Regions from separate parts of the Mus musculus genome. Here region 1 is linked to region 2. A link is a contact called in public HiChIP or PLAC-seq data. All regions are on one chromosome and are shown on one strand. The core of a region is the stretch at or near the end of the contact, and the rest is flanking DNA. Distances in the headings are between cores, read along the strand shown. Region 1 overlaps Cux2 (cut-like homeobox 2). Region 2 holds the start of Cux2 (cut-like homeobox 2).

Region 1 (5,384 bases), core at 994-3,493, 120 kb before region 2:
GAGCAGGTTCCAGAGCCCTCGCTGTGTCTCCCAGGCCCAGTGGCAGGCAGGGAAGATGAGTGAGCCTGACTTCAAGCCAAATTGCCTCGCCAACAACTGCAAACCACTTCACCTGAGAGATGAGGACTTTTGAGACTGCAGGCATGGAATCTGGGTGGAGGCACTTTCGGGGGTGGGGTGGAGGGGAGGCCCGACTCCAGTCAGAACTGGGGACCACCTCCCTCCCCACAACACTGCCAGAGCCGACAGGCTGGGGCTGTGATTTATCTTGGTGGCTAATTAGCTTCTTTTCTTGTTAGTCACTTATGTCTACAGTTTTCACAATCTAGTTTGAATGGGATGGCGGGGTGGGGATGGGGTGGGTGGGGGTGGGGCGGGGAGCTGCGTTTCTTCCCAGTCAATGCCACGGTGGCAGCGGCAGGCAGGCAGGCAGATGCACTACCTCTGGCACATCTTTCTTAAATTCCCGGCGGAGTTCAATGAAATGTTTAGGAGAAAGTCCGCTTTCCTCCTGTGGCGCAGACAGCTCCGAGGCGACAGAACTAAGCTCCTTCTGCAACGAGAGAGAGAGAGAGAGAGAGAGAGAGAGAGAGAGAGAGAGAGAGAGAGAGACAGAGAGAGAGAGAGACAGAGACAGACAGAGACAGAGAGTGAAAGAGACAGAGAGACAGAGAGAGACAAAGAGAGACAAAGAGAGAGAGAGAGCGATTGATTGATTTGTCTTCTTGTTGCTGTTGAATTTTTGTACAACAGTGCTCTGAACAAGTTTCTGTAACTTACAAGGCTGAGAAATGGCGAGATATTGACTCCTGGCATGCATGAAAAATGAAGAAACAAAAAAACCCAAAACAAAACAAAACAAAAGGATGAAACACAAAAGGTCCCCAGGATCCTGTGGGCTTTTTTCATTTTTGCCCTTAGGCACTGGGCCAGACAAAGTTGAACTGGACGGTTTACCGACATGCCTCTTCATCACTCCCCGCCCCGCACCCCCCCCAGCCCCACCTCTTAAATTTCCAAGGAGCGATGGCATAAGCCTGTCAGTAACTGAAGAAAACATCTCCAAAGCGTGTCAAAATAGCAGCGCGTGGCATATTGTATGGGCACTTTCCCCGCTCGCGGGTGCTGCCGACAGCTTCCATACATCAGCGGCGGGCGCAGCTCCAACTGCCGCTTTCTCCCTTAAAGGCTCATAAATTCGCCTCTTAAGATATAGATGGCTTTTTAATTCCAGCAAATTTTGGAAAAATGAAGGTGCCGAAGAGAAGTACGGTGACCTCGGGTGTACCCCACGGTAAATCACCGAGGGTTCCCAGAACCCTCACCGACTGAAAAGGAACAGACTGGGGGGGAGTGGGGTGTAGGGGAGCTGGCCTGACTGTGTGCGCACTCAGGAATCAGACCAGGGTTTGGCCACACAAGACCAATGATGGAGAGGGAGAGGGGTGTGTGTGTGCGCGCGCGTGTGTGCGAGTGCATCATAGTGGGGCCTGCTGCTGGGACCTATGTGCTTGATCGCCCCTCTTGAAGCTTCCTCCGCTGTCATGGAGGCTTTCGCAGGAGTACAATTCAGCAGGAGTTGTCGTGACTCATTTGCATAATCCAAGGAACGCTCTGTTTGTGTGGCCTGCACTGCTGGCACGGACTTGAACAGGGCTCCCCACCCCCAAGGACAATAACTCCACGAACCCTCCTGCATCTATCACCCGATTATATTTGCAGCAATCAAGACCCATAATTTCCTAAATCCGGTGGTGCAATAAATTCCTGCAATCAGATTTATTAAAAAAAAAAAAATACACCCGCGCGCGCAGATGCGGGGAGCGCATTTCCAGGGTGAGCTCTTTAATCCAACATATGTATGACGAAGTGCGGCGCGTAATGAAAGACCCCATTTGTCACCGCTGATACACATTCGTCTTGCACACACAATGAAACCCTTTCACCATTAGATAATGAAATGAAAGGACCGTTAACCCACTGCAAAGCCTTCTCCCTGTAAAAGACGGCTAGTATCTGAACTTCCTGCTCCAAGGCTATTTACCAGTGTCATAGGCCTGATCCCCCCAAACCTGTGAGGATGGCTCTGGCCCCTGGAACCCTTTTGGGGGGGCAATCTAAGAAGGAATGTCTGTTTCTAGAAAAACAGCTAACTTTTGGTGAAAGTCCCAAGACTGAAGGTGAGTGGGATGGGGGTGGGGGAGGTGAGCAGAGGGGACAGAGGCACCAAAAGACACTGCTTAAAACCTGGGTGGCTCTCTCCAAGGTGCTGAAGCATCAGCATTGGGCAGGGTCACCTCCGCGCTGTCAGCCTGAGGACTAGGAAGGATTTTGAGATGGGTGAGGGATGGGATAGAGAGGGAAAGGAAGAGAAAAGACATTTGCCACAATTTATGCATTCATGGGTATACACACACACACACACACACACACACACACACACCTCCCAAGAACTTGTAAGGCCAGGACAATAAGGCTCTCACATCGTAGGGGAGAAAGAACTGGAACACTGAGGTCCACTGAAGTTTTACTTAGTTTTTAAAGGTGTGTTTTTCTCATCCCAGGACAAAAAAAAATGGGACATGGGATGCACCACGGATTAACTGTGTATCTGACACTGTGAGTTTTATGAGCACTTATTTTTAAATGTTGGAGCCTAGGCTCGCCTGAAACTCCCAAGGTTCCTGCCCTAGCCTCCTGGGATCACGGAGCATGGAGACACCTGCAGGTGTAAGCTCCCCTCTCGGGGACCCTGTACCTCTTCACACAGCCATACTTGCTCGGAACCAGTGTCTGCAGTCTGGATTTTACTTATTTCTTCCACCGGAGGCGGAGGCGGGAGCAAAGGGATTGCAGCACAAGCCAGATGACTAGAGTTCAGACCCTTAGCACTCACCTGAAAGCTAGGTGGGTGTGGTGGCCTACTGATAACCCCACTACATTGGAGGAGAGATGGGGGATTCCCTAGAGCAAGCTGGCTAGGCAGACTATTCAAGTGTGTAAGCCTGGGGGGATCAACGGGAGACTATGTATCAGTAAATGAAGTGGAGAGTAACTGAAAACATATGTAAGGTCACATACATATGAACCTGTATACATAGAAGAATGCCCGCCCCCTCCCACCCATACAGGAAATAGCCATGCAGAGCATATCTAGCTGTCAGTGTGGTATAACCCCAGGGCTGTCCCTCTATCTGTACATCGCTGATTGCTGATGGGTACAGATCTGACTGACGGGGCCTGCTGACCGCACCAAGTCCAAGGGCCAAGGTGGTGAGGCAGGGGACATGACTAGCTCTCAGTTCTGGACCACTGCAAGCCCAGCTCTCCTGCCCACAGTCCTGATGGAGCAGACGCTATCTCTGTCGCAGACAAGAGGACCATGCCCTCCTCAACTCTGCCTCGGTGCATGCGGGATGCTTGCTGCGTTTCTACGGTAAATATGCAGGCGACAACGGCCGTGACAATAATAAATACAATTATGGTAACTACCATTTATGGAGGGCTTGTGTGTCTGTGAGAGGACTCAGCCAGGGGCTAGGAGGTGAATTACAGGCAGCCCTAATCACTGAGGCGGGGGCAGCTCCTTGGTGGGCTCTGGAGGCAAATTTTCTATGCCTGGCTTTTCAGGCTCCCATTCTCCTCCGCTCCCATTCTCCTTCCGCTGAGGATGTTTAGGGGAGACTGTTTTAAATAATTCAAGATCATAATGTACCCTGCCAGGAGTTCAATAAACACTGGCTGATATTCATCTCTTCCTTAGACACACCGGGTGTAGAGGACACCCTGTTATATCCAAATGCTCTAGGTTTTCACAGGTCAGTAAAAATATCATACACACACACACACACACACACACACACACACACACACACACACACAGAGGGACAGGGTGCCAAGCAGAGACATTAAACTGATCCCCTTGTACTCTCAAAGAAAGGGCATTTGAAAATCAACAAACTCTGAGATGGAATGGACAACTGGGCTCTTTTAAACTAAACACACTCAGAAAAGCCCACAGAACTATATTTATTTCAAGAGAACAGAAGACGTCTCCGAAACATAAGCCAGCCACGTTTTCTCAAGTCCGGCTTCAGAGACACCCTGCATCCAGCTAGCGGGCCTCGCCGGCCACACTCCTGCAAGACGTCATGTCCGACTCCAGCCATGATCTAAACAGTCCCAGACTTTGGGCCAGACCCAGGCAGGGAGGAGACACATGCAATTAACCTAACTAGCCATCAACAGCAGACAGACAGCCCGGAGCCCTGTGCAGACCATTCAAGTAATGATTCCTCATAAACGACCCATTTGCAACTAAAAAGAGATAATTTTAATGAGCTGCTGCGAGCAGATGATAGATGCAGCTGAGGTTGGAGCCAGCGAGCAGGGAGAGGAGAAGCTGGGGGGGGGGGGGCGTTGGACCGGCAGGGGCTCTGCCACTGGTCCCTGCTCTCTGGGATTGGTTTGTGCCTCAGCTCTGGGGTAGTCCGGCTCTTCAGCCCTGGGACTTCCTGGGCCTCAGAACATAGGAGCCCCCACCAACTTCATGGGCTGGAGGTTAGAAACATGTCCCATGTTCAACCACAATGCTACTCCACTTAAATTATCATATGTACACACACACGCACACACACACACACACACACACACACACACACACACACACACACACACACACACACACACCAAACTGGCCTCCCACTACACTGACTTTGTAGCCCAGGCCGGCTTAGAACTCTTAACCTCCTTGCTGCCATCTTGCTCACAGCTGGGATTACAGGTGTGTGACCCCACAGATGAACACCCGGGGTTGCCTCTGATTTGACATTTTATTGAGACAGGAAACCATTATGTATTCTAGGCTGGTCTCAAACTTTGGATTCTTCTGCCTCAGTCTCTCTCCCAAGTAGTGAGATTATAATAGGAGTTTGCCGCCGTGTCTGGCCTCATGTGTCACAGCTTGTCTGTCCCTGGTCTTTGGATAGTGACATCCCTCTCCACTACCTGCTACTGGGAAGATGGCTTGGTGGGTAGAGTGCTTGGTAACATACACACACATACATACACAAATACACATACACACATGTGCATGCACAAACACACTCACACATAGACACACATATACTCACACTCTCATAATACCACATACACACATACCACACACATGTATGCACCTATGCGTGCACAAACACACTGACACACATACCTTTCACATACATGCACATAACTATACACAGGCGCGCACTCACACTCTTATACAACACACACACATCACACACATATACACATATCATATACATATACCACACACACACATCACACATACATATCACACACATACACATCACACACATACACATACCATATACACATATGTATAC
Region 2 (5,501 bases), core at 2,944-5,443:
CTGCCGGAAGAAGGGTTACCTCACAGAATGTCAAGTTTGAGGAGAGGACCCTCTTCTAATGGATACCTTAAAAGAAAAGGAGAAAGGGAGATGGAAATGGTGGGAGCCAATTATTTTATTTGTGTGCCTGTGCAGACATCCCCCCCCCCACACACACACACACACCACCCCGTATCCATGAGACCAGCTTTGTGCAGGCCACCCAGACACCAAAGTGCTCAGCCGGCTCCTCGAACAGTGTTCATCTCCTAAAATGAAACCCCAAGATCACACACACACACACACACACACACACACACACAGCTGAGGGGTGGAGGGCAGACCAATTCTGTTCATGTCCAGCACTCCAACAGGGAGTTGGAGGGAGGGGGTAATGCCCAGAAACAATGGCTGGGATCCTTAAATACAAGTTCAACCTCTGTTTCCCATCTTTCTGATGGAAGGACTCCTGCCCTGAGGTATCAGAAACCAGGAAGGCAGATGGGATGGCTAACCAGTCGGCTGGACTTACTGAAAGCATCCTGGGTTTGGGCTTCACCTTGAGATGTTTCTGGAAGGTTCCTCTGATTGCCATATACCTGCCCCCCGTACCCCCCCCCCCGTTTAGTCCCACACACACACATGCTGGCCTGTCGTGGCACACCAAGCCCTTTCTGTTGCCTCCCCATTCCGACAGACAGCGATTCCAGGCTGTCGGGAAGTTTCCAAAGTTAGGAATCACCAACAAGGCTGATAGCTTATTTACGGCTGTCACAGGTAGAAAGGGGGATTTTGACACATTGTTAAATGATAGCACATTTAGGTGAGTCAAGCTGTCAAGGGCTCTAATGGATACCTAAGCACACCGCAGCTGATATGTAAAATTTACCTGCTTCAGAACATCACAAGGTTACAATGTTTTAATTATATTCACACTCTTTCCTGAACTTTGAGCACGGAACAGTCTTCATCAAAGCACCACCTGGCTTCCAGCCATTCCAGAAGTTTCCGTAAGACCCCTTTAGCAAGCCCACCCACACCGGCTCATCCTGAGGGTGGTGCCAATTCCTCCTTGAGGAATGGCCGGGTTTTCTACCCGAGTCTTCTGTGAGGGGCCACCAGCCCCACCTCGTCCCTCCCCCCAAAAACACAGCTGGGCAGGAGCACCCCTAATCCCCTCATTCAACCCGGATGCCCAAAAAGCTTAGCCTCCTCTTCTTTAGAGGGGAAAGGAAAGATGGTGTGGGGGCCAGGACTCAGAACATCTCTTATAAAGGGTATGGAGTAGGGGGTAAACGAAAGTAGAAAAGAAAAACCATGAACCCATGAATCCAGTTACTACGATAACACAGAGAAAAGCCATAAACTACGCCCGCATTAGTGATGTTCACTGTAAAACCATCCTATAACCAAATGAAATATACCAGCATTAACTCAGGACGGGATTTTATTTCTTCTCGTTCCTGAGCTGCTACAGCAGGAAGGGGGGGGGGGGAAGTGGAGACGATTGAGGAATGCCATGGTGGGGGGAGGGGTACCCAGGTCCCTTAGAGTCATTCCTTGAGCCCCCAATCCCAGGGTTGTCGACTGATTTCCATCTAGTCAAAGAACCTACTTCCAGTACTCAAAGAATGTGCTGGGGGGAAAAAATACTAACTGGACAGCTTCCAAGTTTAAAATATATATACTTCCAGAGAACCAAGAGCCCAGCTGGCACAAGGTCACCTTCCTTGTCCCAAACGGGGAAGCGTCAGCAGTATGGTCCAGCCTGGGGCCACGGGGCCACTTTTCCTGGCTGGGTCATCTTAAGACTCAGAAATCAAGCTGCAAGAAACCATCCAACCTGAACAACCCAGGATACAAGTCACACGTTCCTCCCAGGCTCTGGTGAGGGAGCCCCCAGCTCTGGCCCTGCCCAGACCCACAGTTCCTACCTGTGTTTCACAATAGGTGGAAGTTTCCTCTATGGAGTAGGAGAAAGGAAGAGATACCAGTGAGTGTGAAGGAGGAGTCACTAAGAGGATGGACCAGAAAGGGTCCCTGGCAAAGGGCTAAGAGATGGATGTCCGGAAGACCCTGGACTTTGCACGCTGTGCCAGGGATCACAGGAGAGGCTGAGGCGGGGTTGGAGAGTGGGCAGCTGCACCAGCCTGGGCCTGGCAAGATGCATGCCGCAGCTTCCACAGTCAATCCTCTGAGCTCTGGAACTATGCAGCCTTTTCAAACTCCCTGGAGGAGCATCCCCTCCTCTTTATATCGATTCAGATGAGCCCCCCTCCCTGGGAGCCTGTTTGTGCCAGACACACAGCCATTGTCTTAATGAGTTCACACACACACACACACACCCTTGTATGTTCCCCGTTGGGGGAGCGGTCTTGGTGTTCCTGGTCCCTGTCACCTGGACAGGCCTGTGTCCACCACCCTCACTCACCACCCTTGCAGCTCAAATCTCCTTTTCCATCTCAGTGTGTCCTGAGACCCTAACAAAAGGCGTGCAGACCACCAGGAGTCAGCTGGAACCAAGACTGGGGTGACCTTCCACAGCTCCACAAAAGCCTCCCCACCAAGACTGGGGACAGGGAGCGTCCAGAACCACCCCAATCAGCTCTGAAACCAACGCGGGGAGCCGCACCCAGGCCTCAGCCCCAGGGCAGCCTCTCTCTCCCTTTCTCTCTCCCACCAAGCCTGCAGCCCAGGCGCTTGGATGGAAAGCGAGTTATCTAATGAGAATCGTGTTAACTGGCATTCCGGCGACTATGGGCAAATACGGGGCCGCTGTAAAGCTCACCGTAGCAATTCTCTCCAGGAGAATAACAATAGCACCCGGGTAAGAGCTTCCGTCAGCCCAGCCGCTTGCTCCCCTCTAGTCTGCCGCGTTCTTGTCATCCCTTATGTTACAGAACATCAATCATAAATAAAGACGCTGTCCCCCAGCCTGCCCGGGTCTCATTTACAAACATTAGCAGGGAATACGATTACCATTGGCCTTCGTGCCAGGCCCAATGTGGCTACCCAACTCTCTCTCTCTCTGCCCCCTCCCGGCCCCTGCTCCCCACCTCCAAAGCCACTTTAGCATCCTTTAAACCGTCTAGCATAGGACACAGCCTTGCCCATCTTAGCCGGCCACCAAACTGTAACCTCAACTCGGGCGCGGACTAGGAATTGCATAGCTCCTGCAGTTATTAACTGCATGCCTGAGTGCCCCGATTTTCTCTCCGGCTCGGTGGCTTTGAGGGAGGAGGGGAGCGAGGAGTGGGGACAGAGAAGAGGGGGGCTGGAGCGAGCCACTTATCAGAAGCAACTTAACGAGATCTGCGGACAGATTAAAAAGGGAAAGTGGGTCCCTTTATGTTTTATTTATTTATTTTTTTATCTCCAGACGTGTTGTCACGAATTCTGAGAATGTCACTGGCCAAGCAAAATGCTCTCAGAGCGTGGTTATCCACAAGGCTTCCCCGCCCAGGCCATCGCAGCACCTGCCGCGACTCTGCTCGACTGCAGGGTGCAGGGAGCCTCTGCGGGCGTAATGAGCACCCAAGTGTGTCGCCAAATGGGGTACTGTAACACCGCATCTCCCCCCCTACCCCCCGCCCATCCCAGGGCCTCAGAAAGACGGTCAGCAAACATCCCAACCTGGAGGCACCTGGAGCCCGCGCACCAGGAACATGGAAAAAGTGCTGGGGCTGCCAAGAGTGTCGCCCCTGAGAAGGAGAGGGGAGCGAGGGGGGCCAAGGCAGAGAGAGCAGGGTGCGAGAGCAAGCGAGGTAGAACCGGTAGCCCCAGGGGCGCGGGTGCAAAAGTTCCCAGGGGCTGCAGCCCGCGCACCTGCTCCGCCCCGCGGCAGGTGCGCAAAGTTGCGCGCGCTCGGGCCTGGGGCTCCGGGGCCGCGGGACTGGGATGGAGGGGAAGGGGCGGGGAGGGAGGAGCAGACAGAGAAGGGGAATATCAAGATGATGGAGAGAAAGCAGGAGGAGGGGAAGCGAGGGAAGAAAAGCAAGACCGGAGAGGGGAGGCGGGAGGGGGGGGTCAAGACAGAGGTGGGAAGGACGGAGGCAGAAAGCAGGCGGAGGAAGAGAAAGCAGGCGGAGGGGGTGATAAAAAACCGAGGAGAGAGGGAGAAACAAGACGCAGAGACTAACCCTCAGGGATCGGCCCGGGAGGAGCACCGAGCGTCCTGGCTGCAGCAGCCGGTGGAGGAGGCGGCGGCGGCGGCGGCGGCTGGATGGCTGCGCAGCCGCGTCCCGCTCCCCCGCGTTGCCCGCGCGCTCTCCGTGCTCCCCGCGCTCCTCCCGTTCCCCGCGCTCCTCCCGCCTCGGCGGCTCCCGCGTCCCGGCGGCCGCTCGTGGCGGCAGCGAACAAAGGCGGGCTGGTCTGCTCACCTGCAGCCGCCGCCAGTCCAGGCGCCGTCTTGCGCGCGGCCCCCTGGTCGCCCGTACAGCCCTGGCCGGCCTCGGCCCCCGGGCCCCCCGCGGTCCCCCCTCGGCCGCCATCTTGGGGGCGGGCGCGCGGCCGGGGATGCGGCTGCCGCCAACACCCGGGCTGGACCCCGGGAGCGCGGCCCGGCTCTGCGCGCACGCCGCTCGCACTTGACTTTGGCTCCTTGCAAACTTATCGACAGCGCCGCGCGCGCGGATCAATGCGCAGGGGGGGCGGCGGGAGCGCGGAGGGGCCGCGGGCGACGGGGACCGTAAAGAACAAAGTGAGCTCTCTGCAGTGCGTGCGGCCGCTCTCCTCGCGTGGCCTCGCGCGAGGGGAGCACGGAGCACACACGCGCGACCCTCCGGCCGAGGTCCACCCCCCCCCTCGCAACCCCGCGCGCCACGCGCTCGCTGCGCTGCGGGTGACCGCCGCGAGGGGGCGCCCCGGAGCCGTGGGAAAGTCTCCGGGCGCCCAGCATGGTGCTGTACAGCACCGAAGGAAGTCCTATTGGGGAACCTGTGTGTCTATGCTTTGCGTCTTTACAGTAGGGCTCTGATCGTTATTCTTTAGTGGGCGTAACGCACCCCACAACTTTCCAAAGCAAGTCCCTGGCGTGAAGTGAATGTTGCTGCAGGATGTCCTTAGAGAAACCTTTGCGGAAGCAGCCTTTCCCCAACAGCTGCTTGGATCAGTTGAGGTTCTCCAAGGCCCGCTGTAGCAGCTCCGGACCTCTAACATCACTATGGGGGCTAGGCAGGGTGTCATGTTATCATTACCATGGCCAACGCACATGGACGGACACACACACACACACACACACACGCCCTTTGAGTATAGCGTTTCTGCTTTCTCCTTGATCTTTAACCCAGGGCGGGGAGGTCCCGGCCTTTGCAGTTCCTCAGACCCTGGACCAAAAGGGGGCGTATTTCACATATCCCTCTTCTTTTCTATGAGCCCTCCCAACTTGTTATCCTAAAGAAGGGACTCAGAAACCCATCATGCCTCGGTACCCCCTAAAAAAAACCCTAAAAAAACCTCCAGACCCTGAAGTCACCCTCCTTGCCTGCCCACCTCCCCACACCACACCCTATTGCACATCACCC

The links. HiChIP or PLAC-seq counts read pairs in DNA pulled down with a chosen protein or histone mark.
Region 1: a contact with region 2 is called in an H3K4me3 HiChIP or PLAC-seq map of forebrain, with 3 times the contacts expected there. The contact joins the enhancer-like site here to the promoter of Cux2 in region 2. A contact is called at or near these places in 16 of 39 promoter capture datasets (the 3T3-L1 cell line, 3T3-L1-derived adipocytes, the C10 cell line and 11 more), 12 of 484 Hi-C or Micro-C datasets (the G1E-ER4 cell line, the HL-1 cell line, the N1E-115 cell line and 7 more), 23 of 115 datasets of contacts at active chromatin or transcription factors (SST interneurons, T-cell acute lymphoblastic leukemia, craniofacial prominence and 15 more) and 3 of 9 other capture datasets (adipose tissue, liver and pancreatic islet).

The regions. Positions count from the first base shown.
Region 1 is chr5:121,924,363-121,929,746 of GRCm38.p6, forward strand. Cux2 (cut-like homeobox 2) reads right to left here. Exons shown (of 23, transcript NM_001312908.1): 3 at 443-553. Among named protein-coding and RNA genes, the nearest start is that of Gm52785, 60 kb to the left of the region's middle. Within about 2 kb of position 2,244, at least 30 of the 459 cell types and tissues checked have an H3K27ac peak or open chromatin away from gene starts, as enhancers often do. A contact at or near this core is called in the N1E-115 cell line, cortical neurons, craniofacial prominence and 2 more, where this site is marked.
Region 2 is chr5:122,045,658-122,051,158 of GRCm38.p6, forward strand. It overlaps Cux2 (cut-like homeobox 2), which reads right to left and starts at 4,194. Exons shown (of 23, transcript NM_001312908.1): 1 at 4,119-4,194.